Regions from separate parts of the Mus musculus genome. Here regions 1 and 2 are each linked to region 3. The links are chromatin contacts, called in public Hi-C and HiChIP or PLAC-seq maps. All regions are on one chromosome and are shown on one strand. Each heading gives the region's core, a stretch centred on a gene start, on an enhancer-like site or on the middle of the called end of the contact. The rest is flanking DNA. Distances are from core to core; before and after follow the strand shown.

What was found. A called contact is a pair of places that touch in the nucleus more often than the background predicts. HiChIP or PLAC-seq counts read pairs in DNA pulled down with a chosen protein or histone mark.
Region 1: an H3K4me3 HiChIP or PLAC-seq map of embryonic stem cells shows a contact between it and region 3, with 7 times the contacts expected there. The contact joins the promoter of Trpc3 here to the promoter of Bbs12 in region 3. A contact is called at or near these places in 5 of 39 promoter capture datasets (the HPC-7 cell line, cranial neural crest, embryonic stem cells and 2 more), 1 of 484 Hi-C or Micro-C datasets (embryonic stem cells) and 4 of 115 datasets of contacts at active chromatin or transcription factors (astrocytes, embryonic stem cells and stem cell-derived neural progenitor cells).
Region 2: a Hi-C map of CD8 T cells shows a contact between it and region 3, with 3 times the contacts expected there. The contact joins the promoter of 1810062G17Rik here to the promoter of Bbs12 in region 3. A contact is called at or near these places in 1 of 484 Hi-C or Micro-C datasets (CD8 T cells), 1 of 115 datasets of contacts at active chromatin or transcription factors (bone marrow-derived dendritic cells) and 2 of 9 other capture datasets (adipose tissue and liver).

The regions. Positions count from the first base shown.
Region 1 is chr3:36,688,006-36,692,254 of GRCm38.p6, reverse strand. It overlaps Trpc3 (transient receptor potential cation channel, subfamily C, member 3), which reads left to right and starts at 2,088. Exons shown (of 12, transcript NM_019510.2): 1 at 2,088-2,457. The coding sequence starts at 2,276.
Region 2 is chr3:36,473,507-36,477,418 of GRCm38.p6, reverse strand. It overlaps 1810062G17Rik (RIKEN cDNA 1810062G17 gene), which reads right to left and starts at 1,482. Exons shown (of 3, transcript NM_028183.1): 1 at 1,180-1,482. The coding sequence starts at 1,284. Anxa5 (annexin A5) reads left to right here and starts at 1,532. Exons shown (of 13, transcript NM_009673.2): 1 at 1,532-1,846; 2 at 1,959-1,989. The coding sequence starts at 1,987. It overlaps Mir7009 (microRNA 7009), which reads left to right and starts at 1,895; the gene lies at 1,895-1,958.
Region 3 is chr3:37,310,476-37,314,264 of GRCm38.p6, reverse strand. Bbs12 (Bardet-Biedl syndrome 12 (human)) reads right to left here and starts at 1,711. Exons shown (of 2, transcript NM_001008502.2): 1 at 1,680-1,711. Cetn4 (centrin 4) reads left to right here and starts at 1,819. Exons shown (of 5, transcript NM_145825.2): 1 at 1,819-1,908. The coding sequence starts at 1,906.

The DNA.
Region 1 (4,249 bases), core at 839-3,338, 620 kb after region 3:
TCTCTCTGGCTCTTTGGGGGAGAATAGAAGGTGGGTGAATAATAAGACAGTTCAGTGTAGGTAAATGACACAGAGACAGGGAAACGGGAAAGTGACCTTGATGTTGGTGGTACAGGACAGGAGTTACGTACAGATGTGTCCATTATGCAGAGCAAGAGAAGACGCTGGAGAGTTAGGGTCAAGTCACAGAAGGCTTGCATAATGTGATGGTTTGTATGAAGTAGGTGTGGCCTTGTTGGAGTGGGTGTGTCACTGTGGGTGTGGCTATAAAACCCTCATCCTAGCTGCCTGGAAGCCAGTATTCTGCTGGCAGCCTTCAGATGAAGATGTAGAACTCTCAGTTCCTCCTGCACCATGCCTGCCTGGATGCTGCCATGTTCCCACCTTGATGATAATGGACTGAACCTCTGAACCTGTAAGCCAGCCCCAATTAAATGTTATCCTTGTAAGAGTTGCCTTGGTCATGGTGTCTGTTCACAGCAATAAAACCCTAAGACACACGACAGATTTGGATTTTTAAAATGAAAGCAGGAGTCACCAGTGGGTTTGTTTTGTTTGTTTGCTTGTTTGTTGGTTTTAATAGAGAACAGTCATGATCAGACTTTGTTTGAACAAAATCTCCATCTTAGGGAAGAGGTATGCTACAGAAGCCGGGAGGACCACGAGAGCCTGGCTGGAGGTAGAGCTACTGAAGTGCACAGGGGGTCTTCTGTGAAGTCTCTTCAAAGATGGAATCAAAGGGGATCTGGTAACTCGGTTGTGGAAATTAACACTTTCCTATGAAGTAGCACATGAAGCAATTTCCAAACGTTCCCATCTTCCCGAAGCAGGGATCAAAAAACGCCAGTGCTTCCTTGAACCTTTGCTTGCATACTGCCAGTGCAAGGGATCCACAGCACTTTATGTGCGTTTGAAGAGCTACGCGAAAGGGAGCCACAGTTCCGTACTTTTGTGTCTTGAGTTCGGAGAGAACCATTTCTCCATGAAGCACAGTAGCCACTAAATAATGCTAGCAGTGAACTAACCTCCCTTGTCTTAACCGAGCTCAGCTGGTATTTCTGTGATTTTCCCAGTATGCCTTTGCGAAGGCATCTGCCTGACTGACGTAACAGAAAGTCTTGAATACTGTTTGGGTCTGAGTGGAGTTACACCTCGGTTCTCTGCTCCCTAAAATTCTCATTGATCATACTCTGTAACCCTTCATCCCCGAAATTTGAGTGACCTTGAATTTCAAAGTGCATTCCCTTAAGTTTTAAAAATAATGGAGGAGGGGCAAGTTCCATTCCCTGCACCCTCTTTAAAACCTTCTGTGTTGGCACAAGCTGGGGAGGTAGAGATAGACAGATTTGTGGCTTGCTGGCCCACAACCTAGTCTAGTCTAATCCAGGAACCCCTAGGTTCCAGAAAAAGCTTCTGTCTCAAAAAAATAAAAACAAAACAAACAAACAAAAACCAAGGTGGATGACCTAAGGAAGACTAGCAGAGTTTGACCTCTGGTCTCTCACACCCCAGCACACATATGTGCACCTGCTGCTGTAATTTATGGAGGCCGAAACGGAAGAATTGCTGTGAGGTGTGGACCAGCCTGTGCCAGATGCTGACTTCCATGCCATCCTGGGCCACAGAATAAGACCTTGTCTCAAAAACAAACAAACAAAAAACGAACAATTTTCTCCCTTGAAAAACGCTTCTTGAAAAGTACAGAACTCGAGTTAGCATCCCACACGTTTAGAAATTGACTGGCTGTGAGGCACAGGGACCCAGGAACCGCACTTAAACCCCTGTGGATTCTGCTAAGCCTGACAATGGGAAACTAGCAATGCTTTGCTTTGAAAAATCTAGATAGCTGAGCGTGCATTAAAAAAACCTAACAGGTCGAGTATTCCATTTCCTTTCCTAGGACACTTGTGTCTACAGATGCATGAGGGTTCTGGGTCTCTGGTAAAAAAGGAGGGTGGAGGGAAGTTTCTGCTGTTTCTCAGCTCCCCACCTGCTGGTTTGTCTGATTCCTGCACAGCGCTGTCTGCGAGGGACTGGTCTCCCCTCCTCCCATCCCTCCTTCCTCCCCCCTCCTCCCTCTCCTCGCAGGGAAACCGCGCCGTCTCGCCGCGATGCTGTCGGGCCGGCAGACCGCGCACAGCCGGCAGCGCGGCCGCGGACCCCAAGCTCCGCTGCAGGTCGCGCGCTCCGCCCGGGCGTCCCCAGCTCCGCGGGCCCGGTGCTTGACCCGGGGCAGCTGGGCTGCTGACTGCGGGCGGCAGGGAGCTTGGCCGCTATGTCCACCAAGGTCAAGAAGTGCCGGGAGCCCGCGAGGGTGACCTTGCCCGCTCCGGAGGAGGAGGAGGATGGCGAGGCCGAGGGAGGCGAGTCGCAGCGCCGCCGCCGGGGCTGGAGGGGCGTCAACGGCGGGCTGGAGCCGCCCTGCCCGCGCGCGCCGCCGTCCCCGGGGCCCGACGCGTGAGTACCCGAGCGCGGCCGAGCGGGGCGGGTGGGACCAGGCTCGGGATCCGGACTGGTTAAGCGCGGCGCTAAGCGGGGCCGGGCCAGGCTCACGTGCATGCATGCACTGCCCGTGGACCATCACCGACGGCGGGGCTCGGGGAGAGAGAACGAGGCCACCTGGGCTAGGATTTGGGACTCGAACCCGGAGCTACCCGGAGGTCCTGGACCGTTTTGTGTGCACAGGACCTGCGGCTGGTCCCCCTATGCCTCTCCAGCTCGCCGTGGAGGCTGGAGGACGGGGCTCAGCGGGGCACAGTGCTGTGCGGGGTGCACTGAGTGAGATGAAAGCTTCCCTGTAGGTGTGCGTGCTCACACCCAAACCCGAGGGCAGTGGCTCTGACAGTCAGTCTCTTAGGGCCAACTTGGACGATGGGTCCCAGAAGGCTCAGGGCCGGTGACTCTTCCCCCTTCCCTCCAGTTCTGACTTTTTCCTTCTCCACGTCTCTGTTGTTTCTCTTTTCCTCTGCAAAAGTAGCAGTTAGCAACCAAATGATTGAGAAAAGAACCTGTTCATTCGAACAATACAGCGCCGGGCCAGCTTCCAGAGGCAAAGATGCTGAGGGCACTGCTCTACTTCCCTCGGCGATGCGCTGCGCGTGCGGGAAGAGTGTCCTGAGAGGAAGGGGTTGGGACGTGGGGACCCATTTCGGTCGTGGCTCCTCCGGGCCAGTGGGCTTGTGGCTTTCCTGTCGGGGGGACGGGCTCTGCAGCGCCGCCTGCTGCCCAAAGTCTGTCTGCTGCAGGATCTGTGGCTTGGGGAGGTTGGACCGGTGGAGAACTCAGGCCAGGCCAGACTGGACTTAATAGGCTGGCAGGGAACATAAACAGCAATCATTCCGGAAGGGTCCTGATTTAAAATCTGCTACGCACCCGGGAGGAAGTCAGAGACTGTGAATGGACATGGAAATGGCCCCGGAAATGGAGAGAAGGCTCATCCTTTGGTATTACATCCCTGTCAGCTCACTTCCACCCTCTAAAGTTTCACACTATCCGCTTTATTTCTGTTTCCATAAAACCCATAAACTGGGTTTTATGAACTTGTATAGTTTCTTGATTTTTATGAAATTCTTCTATTACCTTAAATAACTGGTACATAGGGAACTTGATTATCTGTGGAAGTAAGGTAGATTCGAAATTATGGCTCTCCCTTCTGAAGTTTGAAGTCAGTTACACAAAGCCCGGGAGTGAGTTCTACCAGAGGCTCACTACCTGACTGCTGAGGTCACTCCTCTGCCACATCTGGTGACTTTACACCGTGCAACAAGTGTGTGGTCTTTATTTTTAAAGTCGAGAGGGCTGGGTCACTTCATGGATCACCCCCTTTCCATTTATTTGACACTTGGTGACATCAGAAGCTGTCTTGCTACCTGCAGCAGAGAGTAGTTCCGTTCCTCCTATGGTGTTGAATAGGGTAAAGCCACGATGTCTCTGCATCACTGTTGAAAGGTGAGCAGAACAGCCTTGGAGTCAGTATGTAGAGTGGCATAGCCAGTCAACAACTTAGCAGAGCCAGCCCAGGGTCACATTCATAACTGCAGTGGCACAGCTGAGCTTAATACTCAGTAGAATCCTAAGAATAGGACCCACTTTCTTTCAAAGTCCTGTCGCCAATGTGGTAGGTTAGCTTACAAGTAATGTGCTTCCTCATAGTATCTTACCTTCTTTACCATCCTTTCCTCTCCCACTACTCTCTCCTGTGCCGCCCTCTCCTCTGCTTCTCTTCCTTCCCCTAGTTTCCCCTCTACAT
Region 2 (3,912 bases), core at 233-2,732, 840 kb after region 3:
CTTGTGCCATGTGATGCTTCAGTGAGATGAGGTTCTCTGAGGAAGCCGACCCTCACCAGACCCTGAATGTGCAGAGCCTTGATCTTGAATTTTCCAGCTTCCAAACAGCTGAGAAATAAAATTCTATTGCTTGTAAGAAACCAAGTTACAGCATCTCGTGCTTTCTTTCACAGTGTGCCCTCTCCTCAGTGCTACGCTATATTTAGAATATTAAGGTAGGCCATTTTATGAATGTCTCCTAGGTGCTCAGAACACTCAATAGCATTCAGTCAGGCTTCCTTCCCTCTAGTAGGAAAGGCTTCTGAAAAGCCTTCTTGGGAAATAGTGTTCCTCTGCCCTCTCATGCATGAGCTCTGCCTTTCAACACGGAAAGTCAGCTTGCTCCTCCAGACTGGGGTCCAGGTGAATAAGCTAATTGTAATAGGATGTAAAGGCAACATTTGCTGGGGAAGATCAAAGGTCTGGGTCTAATAATTTATGTTACTCCTTGGCTGCAGGGCGGATCACTAGTCACTGCCAGCCGTAAGGCAGTTTTCCACAGCACTGTTAAACAGGCTTCTGCGGTCTTAACTCCAGAGAAGGAGGACACGGAGTTGAGTAGATGTAAGAAAAAAAAATACTTAGGTCAAAGACTGAAGGAGATGCTAGTAGAAAGAAAGTAGATAAGTGTGAGCGACTGAGAGATAGGTGGGCCTTAAAGGAATGCGGGGGCGAGGAGGCAGGGAAATGGTTGCATCGAAGTCATAACCGTACTTGAAGGGTCAAGTGAGAGGATCCCTTAGTGTAGGCAAACAAAACAAAACAAAACAAAAACCAAAGTAGTCTAGAAATTACAATTCCCTGGGAGAGGTGCTGGAATGTCTAAGGCTGTGGGAGCGGCTAGGTCCCCAGAGAAGGGGGCGCATGAACAGGAAAAGCAATAGGACAAGGGTACACAAGGGAAAATGGCAGGCTTCCCCTCCTCAGCGGCAGTTTTGTCTGCTTTTCCAGAAAACCATCAGTCTACCTATCAGGGCCAGACTCAGCATGTGGCAAGGCTCCCCCAACCCCCACCCTCGGTTAGCTTCTTCTTGCTCAAAAACCTGATTTTGATCCTTCTAGAACATCCGCGATCCTTTTGCAGCGTCTTTAGGCCTGGGGGCGGGCGGGGGGGGGGCGGGGAAGCTCCATCTTAGTCACCTTGCACCTGGGGTCTTTGAAGTTACAGGCTGAGTTTGGAAGTGAAACCATTTCCGCTCTGAGGCTTTGACACTGCCAGGTACAGCTCTTAAAAGAGCTGCCCATCAGCTACACGGACATCCAGAGGCAAACACTAGCACGAAACACTTGGAAAGCAGTCTGGAAAAGGTCCTCACTGTCCCATGCTTAGAGTGCGGTGCAAGACGCTGTGAGGTGCCGCTGTGACAGTCCCTAACTCTCTAGACACACCCAGACCCCTGGGCCTGCAGCGCCTCCAGCGTAGCGAAGAGTGAGCGAAAAGCCCCACGCAGGCGCAGGAGCATAGAGGCTAGGACGTGGCAGGGCGTGTCCTGATGGGGGCGCGGCCCGGGCTGGGACCTAATTAGGGAGGTGGCCATGGTAGGGGGGTGGCCTTGTCTGAGGAAAGTACCGTATCCAGGGATGTGGCAGCTGCCTGGGACAAGGCGGGGCTTATAGTGCAGCGTCTCTGGGGGCGGGACCCTGGTGGGTGTGTGATCTTGGCAGGGGCGTGGCGTGGCGGGGCCAGGTCGGGCTAGGCTGGGCTGCCCAGGGCGTTTCCGTTGCACGGAGTTGTGAAGAGTACTGCCTTGTCCTTTGGCGTGTGCATCGGTCCTGCTCTCACCCGCAGCCTGCGCTCTACTGCCTGGTAAGTGGCCGTAGTCCCGGGAGCGACTCCTCCACCAAGGGCTCAGGGCCCTTTTGGGGTCAGGGGACCAGAGCTCCAGTGACCCTGTCTCTCTTTTCCCCTCTCCCTGCAGCTCCAGTCCACTCCTGACCGACAGCATCATGGTAAGCCGTGTGACCGCGACCAGGGCGATCGGGACCCTCTCTGAAGGCAGCTGCCTTCGCAGTCTCTTGGTTTTCGCCTTTCCCATCTGTGTCCCGCTCTGTGTCCTCTCTGTGACCTCTTGGGTGTCCCCCTCCGTGTGCGCTCTCCTGTTTTCTCCCTCGCCCCGGAGTGTCCGGAACCAGCCGGTGTTTCTCCCCGGTGCATGTGAATCAGGCCGCCCCAAATCCAGAGTTGCCAAAATTAGATCCGGAGCAGGAACAGTTCTCTTGGTCATGTGAGGAGAACGCCCTTTGGCTTCCCCTATTTTTTTATTTTTCCCGCAGTTTCCTGTGTTTGAATACTGGGTGTGCGTGGGCAATCTCCATGGTGCTTCAGGGGAGCTTTTTCCAGCGCAAGGCGCAACTTATTTAACAGGAACCGACTGTGCCTTTTCTTTCTCTTTTTCTGCTAAAGGCAGTGAACCAAAAAGCTGGGTTTCCAAAGTAATGAACTGGCAAAACGAGTTCTGAATTGAATTTGCCTTGGGATTCTTTCAGAAGTTGACTTCCGAATAGGTTTTTGTTGTTGTCATTGTTTTAGGAGATCTCTTAGTATTTTTCAAGACTGTAGCAAAGAAAAGTTGATTTTTGTTTTGTTTTGTTTTGTTTTCCAAGCTAGGGTTCCTCTGTGTTGCCTTGGCTGGCCTCGAACTCACAGACTGCCTCTGCTGAGGGCTAGAACTAAAAGCCTTCACCACCACCGCCCAGCGTATGTAGTAATTTTTCAAAGCTGGTCATGTGAAGAAGTTATCATACCTAAAATATTCCGCCCTGAGGCAAAGTGGTTATACCTGGAATCCCACATCTTGGGAGGTAGAGGCAGGAGGATCAGGAGTGAAAGATCATCTTTGGTCATCAAGGGCCTTGGCTTTAACAGGCGGCCTCAACAAACAAAACAACAAAGCTTTCATCCTGAATGAAACTAATTTAATCTTGCCAATGTGACTGACCTGTTCAGAGTCTGGACAATCTTTTAAATAAGTGTTTCAGCCTACTCAGTGTGCCTGAAAACACACACACACACACACACACACACACACACACACACACACTCACACACTCGATCTCTCTCTTCCTCTCCCTCCCTCCCTCCCTCCCTCCCTCCCTCCCTCCCTCCCTCCCTTCCTCCCTCTCTCCCCTTCCCCCTTCTTCCTTCCTTCCCTCCCTTCCCTCCCTCCTTCTCTCCTTCTCCCCCTTCTTCCCTCCCTCCCTCCCCCCCTCCCTCCCTCCTTCCCTCCTTTCCTTCCTCCCTCCTTCCCTCCTTCCCTCCCTCCTTCCCTTTCTCACCAGTTAACTAGCTTGCTTGCTTTAGTACCATTGGATAAGATTTCATGACTCTTCCCAAGAGGCTGTGGAGGGATTAAGATGATTTGGTAACGCTATTGAGTTTATACAGTGTACAGTGTTGCCATTCTCTGGGTTTGCACATGAATAGATAGTTTGCTCATATTACCTCAAGGGGACCTTGGATTTAGGTTCTTCAGCAATAAAGTGCATTTTTTTTTTTTTTTTGTGGGATTAGCTTTACTCCTCTGAGGAGTTTATTTTCATATGTTGGTGTGGTGATAGACATGGTGATTATCAAGCCTCATAGAACAACCCCTCCATCCTTGCCTATTTGGCTTACTCTTAAATAGCTTGTAAATTTCCCAGGGATGTCTCCAGTGTTTTGGTTTTGACAAGGTCCTGATGTGCAGCCCAGGTTGGTTTGGAAGGGTAGGCTTCCTCTTTCTGTGAGACCCCCTTGCCTCAGCCTCCCAAGCCCGGAAATGACAACCGTGCCACCGCAACCGTGCCACCGCAGCCAGCTTGCAGCTTCTCAATCAACTATTTTTCACTATATCCACTCTTTATAGGTAGTATTGGAAACACTGTAGCACGCTG
Region 3 (3,789 bases), core at 462-2,961:
TCTTTTAACATTTGAAGACTCTATTTCAATTTTGACTAGAAACTGAAGAAGTATCTTAGCATCCCTAACTTGGGAAGATTTCTAAATGATTCTGAAGAGACTCCAATAGGCTATTAGTAATACAACTCAAAATGTCTTATTTTCTAAGAGGTTGGATGTGAAACAGCAATGGCAGTAACAGGGATGGGAAGATGGGCAATTTCCAAAGTGACCAGGCACCTCTGGTAACTGTTCTTGGCACGGCACTAACACAACCTGATTTTTGTTCTGCTGTGACTGGCACTAATGCCTTCCACAAACAGGTCAGTTCTGTTGCTCGTCAGACTGTTTCCTTAGCTTTCTATCTGCCACGGGAGAGCAAAGTCAGATTATGTAAATGGCATACTGACTTCAGAAATTGTCTTTTCATAAGATCACATCTCATTTGCTTTTCAGGGGTTACGTTTAAAAGCTCTGCGTTTTTTTGATAGGTATAACTAGGATTTTCATCTCCTCAGAACTAAGTCTGGTGTCCTCTCCAGTCTACTCCTAACACTATAATCTAACCACAACACTCCACTGCTTAGCAGCCTCTCAGAAAATAGTCTTTACTCCTGTTTAGCACAGGGAGTTCCTATAAAAGTGAGTCACATCCTTTCACTTCTGTACTGAGAATCTTACAAAGTCTCCCTAACTCACTCACATAAAGGCCTTGTCCCCACACAGCACGAAAACCCACACTTCTTCCTTTCTGACTCATCTGCTGTGCTCAGGCCTTCTCTGTGCTTTTAGACTATGCAAAGCATGCTCCCTGTCTCAGTATTTCTAAGTGTCCCTCTTTCTGGAATGTTCTTCTTCAAGGAACCTACTGCCTAAGCTATCTTTAACCTATCATAAACCATAACCTCTAACACTAGAACATCCAAATTCCTAAATCATGGTGATGTAAGATTTATTTAGGTTTAGCAGCCTTTTGATAGTCATCAGATCAAATGATATTCAGGAATGTCTAAAAGGCAGCTTCCACCCCCCTCTCCTCCCCCCCCCCACCCCGGTGTGTGTGTTTGTGTGTATGAGCGCGGGAATGCCTGCCTATCTGTCTGACTAATATTCGTTTCTGGGTTTCAGAAATCTATTTAAAATTAGTATTAATTATGACTCTGAAAACTGTCCAAGTGTAACTTTTCGGATGCGATACGTGCCTTGAAAAAAAACCAATAGATTATAGGTAAATGATTTAATACTTTACTTCACTCACAAAATATTATGACTTTACATCCTTTGAGTTCCCATTGGGAAAACTTAAGGCAGGAAAACTGGCTTCTACCATAAGGACAAACTTACCCCAGGAACCTAAGGAGATTTAAGGATTACAACCTGAGTGTCTGCGACGTGAGGCAGCGGCTTTGGGAATGCGCCACGTTTTACTCAGCACACTAGGAAAAGATTGCTTTGCACTGTTTTCAGCCCAGGAGAAGGCCCACGCCGTCCTCGGTCCCAGGCTGGCGTCCCGCCCCGCAAGGACGCCCCCACCCACCCACCTCTCGGGCTCCATGCCGCCGCGCGCCCTCGGGCGGCTCTGGGCCGGAAGGCCGCAGGGCTGTTGGCCCGGTGTGTAAAGAGTCTGGGGACACGCGTGACGGAGCACTCGCCCCCACCCTCCCTGGCTTCCTGCCCCTAGGGTCCACGACCCTCCTCACCACGCGCGGATCTGCACAGCGCCGGAACCCAGCCAGTCCCGCCTGCTTGAGCGCGGTCAGAGCTCTCTTGTCTTTCCATTGGGCGCAATGGTCGTCAATCACGGAAGCTGGTGGGCGGGCTTGCGCGCTGAGCGCTGCTATAGCAACCGCCTGTCGGGAGCAAACGCGGGCCGCGGAGGGGAGAGCGGCTGTTGCGCGGGCGCGGGCAGGGGCGCAGGGAGGGGATATGGTGAGTGCTGTGGGACCCTGGTGTTCTTCCCAGCTTACTGCCTTCCGTGTCAGGATCTTTAGTAGCTAAGCCAGGGAGAACAGAGATGGGTCTCCCTTTCCATTTATCCACCAACGCCTGCAGTCTATGAGGGTTGGCCCAGCGATAAAGAGATACGACCCTGGGGCACGGAGACCACTGCAGACAGACTTCAAGACAGGGAAGCGAGCATAGCAGAGGCCATCAACCTCGGGCCACCAACATCCTGCGGGCCATCAACTCAGCCGCTGAAGGAACAGGAACCACTGAGGGTCAGGGAGCCACCAACTCATCTGCTGACTGGAAGTGGGGTACCTAGCTAACCACTGATGATCAGGGGACCAGCAATTCTTTCACGGAGAGGAAGGGGCCCACTGACTCAATCCTGATGGCCAGGGGCTCATCAACTCAGGCCACTCAAAGCTAAAGGGTCACTGACTTCTTGCTGAAAAAAAAAAAAAAAAATGATGACTCAGGTGACTTCCCTAGGCTCTAGAAGACCACTCAGGCCACTCAAAGCTAAAGGGTCACTGACTTATTGCTGAAAAAAATGGTGACTCGGGTGACTGCCCTAGGCTCTAGAAGACCACTCAGGCTCATCAACTCAGGCCACTTAAAGGGTCACTGACTTCTTGCTGAAAAAAAAAATGGTGACTCAGGTGGCTGCCCTAGGCTCTAGAAGACCACTCATCAGAATCTGCAGCTCTAGAACCAAGAATCCGAAGTGACCACAGCCAATAGGCCACTTAGATCCTCAGCCACCTCCAGGGCTTCCCCACTCCACTTGCAGAGAGGAGAATCTACAGTGATTCTGTGACCTACTTTGGTGACATAAAGAAGCAAACAGCAGACAGATCCTTCATCTTCCACATGTTGGGTGTATCCGCATAATTGGTCAAACATTCTCATGCGTATCTGTGGAGCAGACGTTCACCATAACCAGGGTTTTTTACTTTTGTGTTTTTGTGGTGCAGGATGATTGTGTTCTAGTATGCATGCCCCTGTGCTGTTTGCTGCTTTGTGGGTTCTTTTCTCTTCCACTCTTTCCTACTCTTTAAACCCTCTAATGCTAGATAGGAGAGAGAGAAAAAGAGTAGAGGGGAAAGGAATGGCGTTATCATTAAACTACTTCCTACTGATTAGGGGTGTAGAGTTCTTTGGGACAAGTTTGATCTTTGCTGCCAGGATATCTAACTTCTTTGCACAGGACTACTTAACAAACCCAACCAACCAACCACCACCAACAACAACCCCACCTCTTGAGGCCTCAGCATGTGTATACCTTCTGAAAAGTTGCCAGAATTCCAAAAGTCACACATTCGAAGAAACTATCTGCAGCTGACAAAATCACACCCCTGCTAGAGCACGAGGCAAATCATAGTCAGCTGCTGTGGACAGTCTGAAGCAGCCCCATATCCCACACCTGGGATTAGAATGAAAACGTATTCCCACAACATTTCTGTGTTTTTCAAAGAAAATAAAATTCTCACTACATCAAGCAAGTACTGTGATACATGTATGAGAAGTGCACATTTCTTAAAATAATACTGTTCTCATAAGCTAACTGCACTCTGATATACCACACAGTTTTATGCTAGTTTACTTAGCTGCTTCTCCCTTCAAAAGCTCTAGTTTTAAGAGGGGGAAAATCTAAGAGAAAAAAAATGCCCACATTTTCTATCAAATTAATAATTGTGGTTAGGAATCTCGGGCAGGACTGAGAGTTCCAGGGCAGTCTGGGTGCCCTAGGGAGGCCCTGTTTCAAAAGATGGGGGAAAAGATGTTAATAACCTAAAGTATTAACAAGGGGGAAAACAAGCTCATTCTATAAAAGAAAATGGGATAACTGAATTGTCATTCTAG